2 separate regions of the Gossypium hirsutum genome follow, and region 1 is linked to region 2. Evidence: chromatin contacts called from public Hi-C data. All regions are on one chromosome and are shown on one strand. The core of a region is the stretch at or near the end of the contact, and the rest is flanking DNA. Distances in the headings are between cores, read along the strand shown.

The links. Hi-C and Micro-C count contacts between places; a contact is called where the count stands out from the background.
Region 1: a Hi-C map of leaf shows a contact between it and region 2, with 2.7 times the contacts expected there. The contact joins the enhancer-like site here to the promoter of LOC107902388 in region 2. A contact is called at or near these places in 6 of 34 Hi-C or Micro-C datasets (fibers, leaf and seedling).

The regions. Positions count from the first base shown.
Region 1 is chrD04:867,214-871,438 of Gossypium_hirsutum_v2.1, reverse strand. No RefSeq gene overlaps it. Among protein-coding and RNA genes, the nearest start is that of LOC107902442, 7.1 kb to the left of the region's middle. Within about 2 kb of position 1,683, at least 2 of the 9 cell types and tissues checked have an H3K27ac peak or open chromatin away from gene starts, as enhancers often do. A contact at or near this core is called in leaf, where this site is marked.
Region 2 is chrD04:834,359-838,671 of Gossypium_hirsutum_v2.1, reverse strand. LOC107902388 (dephospho-CoA kinase) reads left to right here and starts at 2,802. Exons shown (of 4, transcript XM_016828591.2): 1 at 2,802-3,200; 2 at 3,400-3,575; 3 at 3,660-3,805; 4 at 4,260-4,313. The coding sequence starts at 3,468.

The sequences.
Region 1 (4,225 bases), core at 434-2,933, 34 kb before region 2:
AACCAAAGTCAACACCCACCTTTATATATTTTCCATTTACTCTTTCTGTCATTTTAAAAATATGAAATAACACTCACTATTTAAAAAAATAGAATTGAGTCTTAATTCGATTGGTATGAGTATTATTATCAATACAAGAGAACGTAAATCCGAACATATTAAAGTATATTATCCTCCTATTTATGAATTAAGAAAAGACTACGAATAATTTTAAATAAGCTCTCGTAAAAAATAAATATTATCAGAATCTATATTTCAAAATTGAAAATATGGGGATTTGAATGAAAACAAAAACAAATTGGTTAAACCAGCTAAGGTTTGATTCAGACATTGAAATGGAACTGGTCGTTTGCCAGTGCACAAGGCAGACAAAGATTCGTGAGTCAAGGAATGCTGGCCCCACCTCTTTTATTATCTCCAATTTCTCTTTTTCTCTTTCAACTTCTCTTCATGTTATCCTCTCCTCTTTTTCTCGCCTATAAAACATTTTAAAATTTAACCTAATTCAATCAAATTGGTGTTTGAGTGTGTTGAAACGCATTATCCTCCTATCTATAGATTGAGAGACGCTATGAATAATTTTAAATATTGTGTCAAAAAAAGCCGACATTAAATTAAGAAAATTAAATGGATATTATATATTATAGTGTAATGGTCTAATCCCAAGAAAATTATAGTATACTAATTGAGACATGGGAATACAAAATTGTACAACTTGTATTCAAGTTTCCTGTGCACTTGAATAAACAAAGATGGTATTGGAAAACACAATTAGACCATCAAGATTTGAACTAATTAAATTTCTTTAATGGATTTAGGTTTTAGAAGTTGTGGTTGGGGTTATCGTTCGATTGGATTAAGTCGAATTGAATGAAAAAATTTTAAGTTAATCGAGTTGTTGAGTCTTATTTTATCATTCTGACTCGATTTAATTTTTTTAATTGAATCGACTGAAATGAAATCAAGTCGAATTGAGTGAAATTGTATGAGTTAAATTAAAAAATTAATTAAAATCTTGTTACACCATATATATTTGAAAAAATTTTCAAAACAAAATAAGAAAGAAAAAAAAATACATTTTAGTATGATAAACTTGAATAATTGATGTGATATTTTAATATCGTGTCATGCAATCACCTAAAAACGACTGTTTTTTATAAAAAAAAAATTAGGTGATGATGTGACAATTTTTGAGTGTTACGTCATTATATGAACCAAAATTGAAAAAAGTTACTAAATTCAAATACTAATGTGCGAGAAATTATTTTATGGATAATTCCCACCACAGTCAATTTCTAATTATTTAATGACATTTCAGCAATTTTTTCCATGTCATTGACACATAATATTGATAATTTTTTTACTTGAATATTAAAATCTCGAACTCTAAACTTGAACTCCAAAACCAAACCCCGAACCCAAACTTAAATTCGGCTTTAAGTTTAGGGTTCGAGATTCAATGTTTAAGGTTCGAGATTCTAAGTTTGGGGTTTAAGATAAAGAAAATACTAAAATTATGTGTCAATAACATAAAAAAATTGTTGAAATACCATAAAATAATTGAAAAATGACCATATATAATGTGATGGGAATCATCCATAAAATAAAATTTCCTAATGTATGCCCTAATTGGATTCGAAGTGCGGAATACATCCTAAGTGACCCAAATACATTTCTCCATTATCAAGAGCCCAAATAACCCTAGTTATCAATCATCCACAAGCCCAAGCTTTTATTGGAGTTCTACAAAGCTTGAAAATGTGCCCCACTAATTAATATGAGGTTAAACTTCAAGGATAGTCCCTGCACTTATTGACTTGTGTAGTTTTAGTCACTCTACTTTTATTTGCTTAAAATTGGTTCTTTTACTTTTTGATTTGCTCATTTCCAGTCCCTCCATTAACTTTTACGGTTAACTATGTTAAAATATTAGGTACAATTACAAATTTAACCCCTCAAGCTTTAAACTTTTTGTCAATTTGATCCTTACTTTTTTTATTTTTGTTTTAATTGTTAAGAAACTTAATATTAATCACCACTAAATTATAAATCATTATTCAATTAATTATGGGTTTATTCGTACGCAATTGCAAAATTAAATTTTTTTAATAATAAACTTTGAAAAAAAATCCCTCTCTTTCAACTCTCCTTTCTTCTTTCATATTCCCTCAACTCTCATGGCTTCTTCTAATAATCGAAACTAACAAACAAAACCTTCACTCTCCTCTTTCTAAAAAATTGAAACCCCAAAAGAAGGAACAAAAGTCTTCATGTCCCCCCCCTTTTTTTTGTATGGTTTCCTTCAATTTTTTAGATATCTCTAAATATTTTATGCAAAATATAAACATGCTCATAAATATTAAAACATGAAAACTTAACTAAAAGATGCATGGAAATTTATCCTCTAGCCATTGATATTTATTTTTTTATGTGTATTGGATCTTCTATAGTCTTAACAACTCAATTAGATTATGTTCGAAAAGTATTTATGAGATTTAATTATATGGAATGTTGTGTATGTTTGATATGAGTTGCTTTAGCAACGTACTGTGATGTTACACCGTCGGATCCGACAATCAAGTTGGGTGTGGGGTGTCACATGTAACTTTAAAAATTTACCAAAAATTTTAGAAATTTAATTAAAATTTGAACCATATATGGTCAAAAATCTTAATGATACTAATTTTTATTAGAACAAATGAAACTTGTGTTTGAATTTTTTTAAAATGAGATAAATTTATTTTAGTGTGTCAAGGTTAAAGTGTTAGTAGTTTCCCATGTTTCAACTTCGAAAAATTGTTATAAATTGTATAAAATGAATTAGAATATGATCCTTATATGTATGAAATGATTATTGAATCTAGTTTATAATGGAATAAATGGTAATGAATTATGAATTATGTATTAAAGATAAACATTTTTAACCGAAGGAAGGTCAAAACCGTCTGGCAGCAAAATAAAAAAGGTAATTATAAAAAGTTTTGGAATTAATTCACTTGTGTGAATATTCTGATTTTTTTTTTATGGTAAAGGTTAGTAAGTATAATTTCTAAAACATTAAATAGATCTTGATCTTGAATTGTGTGCATTTAAAAATAAATATTTTAGTAACTGCTACTCAAGTAGATAATCGTGTTATGCGTATATGTGACATGGAACACTTGAATGTAGCTATGATATGCATATAAATATATGAATCATTTGTATGATTGAGTACCTATATGTTGAAATAATTTTTTAAGTTGGGATATGATTGGTATGCTAATAGGGACTACATGCATTTCTCTTATGCCTTTTAGCCTTGAATTTAGTATGTACACTCTTTATTGCCTTCGAGCTCTACACTCATGTGCACTATTTGATGCCTTCAAGCTTAACATTTACGTGCTCCCTGGTGTGTTTTGGCAAACTAACACTTATTTGCTTTATGGTGTTGTTTTGGAAGGATGAGATATGGTACTTTATGGTCAAGCACTTATATACTCTCTGGTTGTGTCTGGATGGTCTTGTCTATCTACATTTTACTTAAGGTTACTGATGGTTATAAGCTTAATAAGTTAAAAAGGAAGTGCGTAAATGAATAAGTTAAAAAAATGTGACATGACATCATGCTCTGATTCTCTGTGCCATAATGGGTTATTATATGTAAGTAATTGAACAGATGAATGTGTTTTAACAATAAAGGGAAAACTATGGGTCAACTCATAAGTATTTGGGCCATAAGACATTGATGCGAGATCTAAACTTCTAATTTTGTATATCCTTAATAAAGGGAAGGGAAATATAATGGTTAACTACATCTTTTTTTTTTTTTTATGGAAGGTTAACTACATATATATTGAACAAAATGGGTATAAGAGGAATAAAATTCATAATATTATTGACTAATATATAATTAATATGTAATTTGTCACACCTCAAAAATCAGGATAGTAGAATCGAGTTAGTAAATTGGGGGTTAGTGAATCAGGAACCGTAATTAGTCTAGATAATTAAATAATTAGGAATTAATAAAACAAAATATTAAAACAATTAGAATTAAAATTTTAGATTAAGAAGTTAAAATTAAGTGTCCGAGAATTAATTTGGTTAAAAAGGATTTTAAAAACGAGATCGGATTTGAAAATAATTTAGAAAATAAGTTTTAATTGAAAATAAAGAACTATTTGAAAGAGGGAAGAAACTAGAGGTGGTTAGATGGGCAATGACCTAATTTTTTTAAAAA
Region 2 (4,313 bases), core at 1,553-4,052:
TACAGGAAGCAACATCTTCATTGTAAGGTGTAGCTCCTTCACACAACGTAGTTTCATGCCTCAATTAAACCCAATACTACTTATTATATTGATGGCCCGTTCTTCATTACTTTTGAAAAGTTTGGTTTAAAATGTGAGTGTTTAGCATTGCAGTCAAAAAAGTGCTTTTGAGAAATAAAATTTCCATTTTAGACATGTTATTATCGAGTAACAAATATGCATTTAAATAATATTTAAATTAGTTAATATTATTATATTTTAGTAATAATATAAAAAATTATTATAACTTGTTGTTAATATTTTATATATGAAATATAAATTGTAAATATTTTTAAGCAATAAATATTAACTATTTATAAAATTTAATTAGAATATATAAACTATATTTTAAATATTTAAATATAACCATTAAATATTTGTAATTAGTATTTAAAAAAATATTTTTTTATTTTAACACAATTGTAATTAAGCACAAAGAAAAAAAAAGAAAAATACTATGTTATTGGAGGGGTGAAAAAGTAATTAAGTACCAAAAGTGCTTTTGGGAGAAGAAAAACTAAAATTTTTAGCTTCTCCTTTTCAGAATTACTTTTGAAAAGCACTTCTGAAAAGCTAAAAATTTCAGCCAAAAACAGCTTGTTCTTCACAGTTTTTCTTTCAAAAGTGCTTATGGAGTCAGAAGTGTTTTTTTTTAAGCATATATATATACACTCATAATGACAACACAAGCATATATATATACACTCCCTACCAAATTTTCCTATTGTTGCCCTAAACCCTACACCTTACACCCTATTGCGGCCTTAGGCGATTCCTTCACTTCAAATGTGCCTAAGTTAGCTTACCTTTCAAAAATTAAGAATTTTTGTAGAAATTCTCCAAGGAACCGAAGCAAAACGGACACAACTGTGAAATAGAAAAAGCTACGAACGAACAAAAAAAGCCACAAAGAAAGAATGCACATAAATTTTTGAGTAAAAGCTCTAAATATATTAACTCGAAAAAAATGAAGTGAATGATGTAATTGCAAATGAAGGGGGAGGACTTTATTTATACTTGAGCTCACCCAAATCCAACGGTACAAATCGATTTACATCAACGACTAAAATTCGTCATTATCTACAAGATGAGAGCCCTAAGGGATTTAAACTCTATACAATTTTATCCCTTTAGGATTTACACTGTTTACCTTGGTAACTCTATTTTTACTGGAGTGCTTCACTGGGCCACCAAAGCTTTAAGTAGATAGGCTTTTGCTATTATATTCTACGAATAGGTTCAGTTTAAATGGGTTGAATGTGCTCCATTATCTGTTAACCTCCATGAGACGTTTTGTGCCCATTAGTGACGAGCTTTGATCCATGGCTTGTGGCATTCTTCCCATCCATTCTTGCTACATGAATGTTAGTATACATCTCCACTATGGCGTATACAATCAATGGCACGTGAATATGCCAGATATTGGGATTGACTAACATTTTGGATGGGATGCATTGTTGAATTCCCGGATCAAAGTATGATGTCCATTCAAACTATAATACGAAATAATAAAGTTCATTATCTACTTAGTATTAATTTGAAATCATTATTTCAATATTATATGATTGAAATTTTTTAAAAAACTAACCTCGACTTTCGATTGTTGATCCAACAATAGACTGATATCTTTGAGCTCCTTCGGTAGTTCCATATAACTTGAGCTATAGTTTCACCTATTCAAATAATATGTTAATTCAAATAAAATGTCAATTTAAAAATATAAGAATGCAAAAAAAAAAAATTATTGTGGTTACTATATTATCAAATGAATTTTACCTTGTTACGAGTGAATAAAATTTACCTTGTTACCGATTTTATTTTATTTTAGTTGTGTAGCCTGACATATCTCTTGGTACGTCGCCAGCATGATTGATCTCCAATTGAGTCGGCTTGTTTCTTTTAAGTCGACGAGTTGTCGCAACCACCTTAAATGTACAAGAGTTCGAGATTTATTGAAGCATTAGAACACCCTCGATTAACCTCAAAATGTATGCTCAGGCATGCTGTTTTCTTTCAAAGGCACTCGAACTATCTCGTACATATATTTGAAACTATCTTGCAACCATTTCAACTCTATCTGGCTACCGTAAAACTTGTCCGGCACCTTGCCTAACAATTGCTCGCAATTTGTGCTCCAACCGGCAACGACCACTGATCACATAACGAGTGGCCTATCCATCAATAAATCGAGATGTAATTGAACATCCTCGAGTGTGATTGTACACTCACCGCACGTAAAATGGAATATGTCTCAGGTCTCCATCTTTCCATCACTGCGTTGATAAGTGTGGGGGTCTATTTTACACCCCTAGCATATGGGACATGCGCAAGAATCCTGCATCTTCCAAGTAGGGTTGACTTGTAGGCGATGCACTTGAAGATAGATTGTCATGTCTCCAAAATCCGATATTCCGCCTGATTAGAAAAAAGTAAATTTTTTTAAAATTTAATAATTCTAATAACTTAATAATGAACTTAAATAAAATTAAAAAAATAGAAATATTTTCTTACCATTTACAATTAGACCATGAAAATATTATTGTCATTCAAACGAATAAGAGTATTTGCCATTGCAAAATTCAATTAAAACGACTAAAAATCGAAATAAAGAATTAAATCAAGATAAATTTGAGAGAGTTTTAATTGAAATTTTAGAATTAAAAAGTTGAGACAATTGAGAGACCGAAAGAAATAGATTTAAATGAAAAAATGAGGAAAATGCTTGGGTTTATATAAAAATAAAACTAATCATTTTTATTGTCATTAAGAAATTCGATGTTTGGGGAAAAAAGCTTCTAACGAAGCTTGTTTTTTGACCTAGTCAGAGTGAAATCGCATCTAAAAGGATCATTTAGTTGTCTGTGTAATAAAGCGGGCCTTGCTAGACGCATTTAGCCACGCATTTTTACATTTTTCGATAAATATCACATAAATCAGCTTGTTTCTTTAATTTTTTTTATTATAAAAAATCAGTTTTTTTTCTAATTTACCCCAAATTTACGACATTGTACTACTGTGTATGGTGTGCTCCACTTTCAGGTGTGTGTAAATGAGGTGGTAAGTTGAGCCATTTTGGGCAGAAACAAAGAAAGCCGAATGCTGCTGGGTTCTTTTGGGATCCAAAGGGTGTTGGTGACACGAGTTTTATTTCTCTATCTTCGGTATTTCTATATTTCATATGTTACACGTCTATTTTTGAATCGGAAATCTAATTTAATTTGTAATTGGAATTAAATCATTTCAAATATGAAATCACCTTCTTCTTCTTTTTTTTTAAATTGTTAATTAAGTTTAATTAACAGTAATTATATACGAAATTGGGCATCTGGAGATTTGTTAAATTTTTTTTTAATAAAGTAGGTAGTAAGGTAAGCGGCGAAGGAAACAGGGGATTGGTCAAAGGGAAAGATCTGAAACAGGGAGCAAAAATGAGGTTAGTAGGACTGACCGGGGGGATTGCTTCAGGGAAGAGTACTGTCTCTTCCATGTTCAAGCACAACCATATTCCCGTCGTCGATGCTGACATCATCGCTCGGGTACGCTCCCTTTTTTTTTTTCAATTTTTTGGGGGCATATCACCTGTTTGATTGAAATTACGAACTGGTACTTTTTTTTTGCAGGATGCCTTGAAGAAGAACTCTGGCGGGTACAAAAAAGTGGTGGCGGCGTTCGGACCGGACATTCTACAAGATGATGACCAAGTTGATCGTTTGAAATTGGGACGAATTGTCTTCTCTGATGCCTCCAAACGTCAACTCCTTAACCGGTTGATTTTTCATTAATTTCATCCTCTACCTTTTTAAATATTTTAAACTCAGCTTCTTGTTTGGAATAGCTTAAAAGCTTTGTTTCTCTACTATTATACTTATCCGGTAGTCTATACTAGTCCTGGAGGTCAGAATTTTATCTCCAAATTGCAAATTTTATTAGCATTTTTAGTGTAAAATTTGGTTTTTCTTTAGTTTGTTTTGTATGCATGATTTTGTCAATGTTGTAGCAAATTGATATTATGTCACCTTGTGGTTCTCAAATCATGGAGGTCAAATTCTAGTACTTTGATGTTTAATTTTCGCCTAGGCTAAATGGCGGAAAATATAAGTGTCCTTTTATCCCTGGAGGTATAATCTAGGGAGGCTTGATTATGGATCATCTGTCATTTAACTTGTCTTGAAACTGCAGATTGTATTGATTCCTTAATTTGGTTAATTTTCTTCTCGTAGGTTATTGGCTCCCTATATATCTTCTGGCATATTTTTAGAAATTTTCAAGCTTTG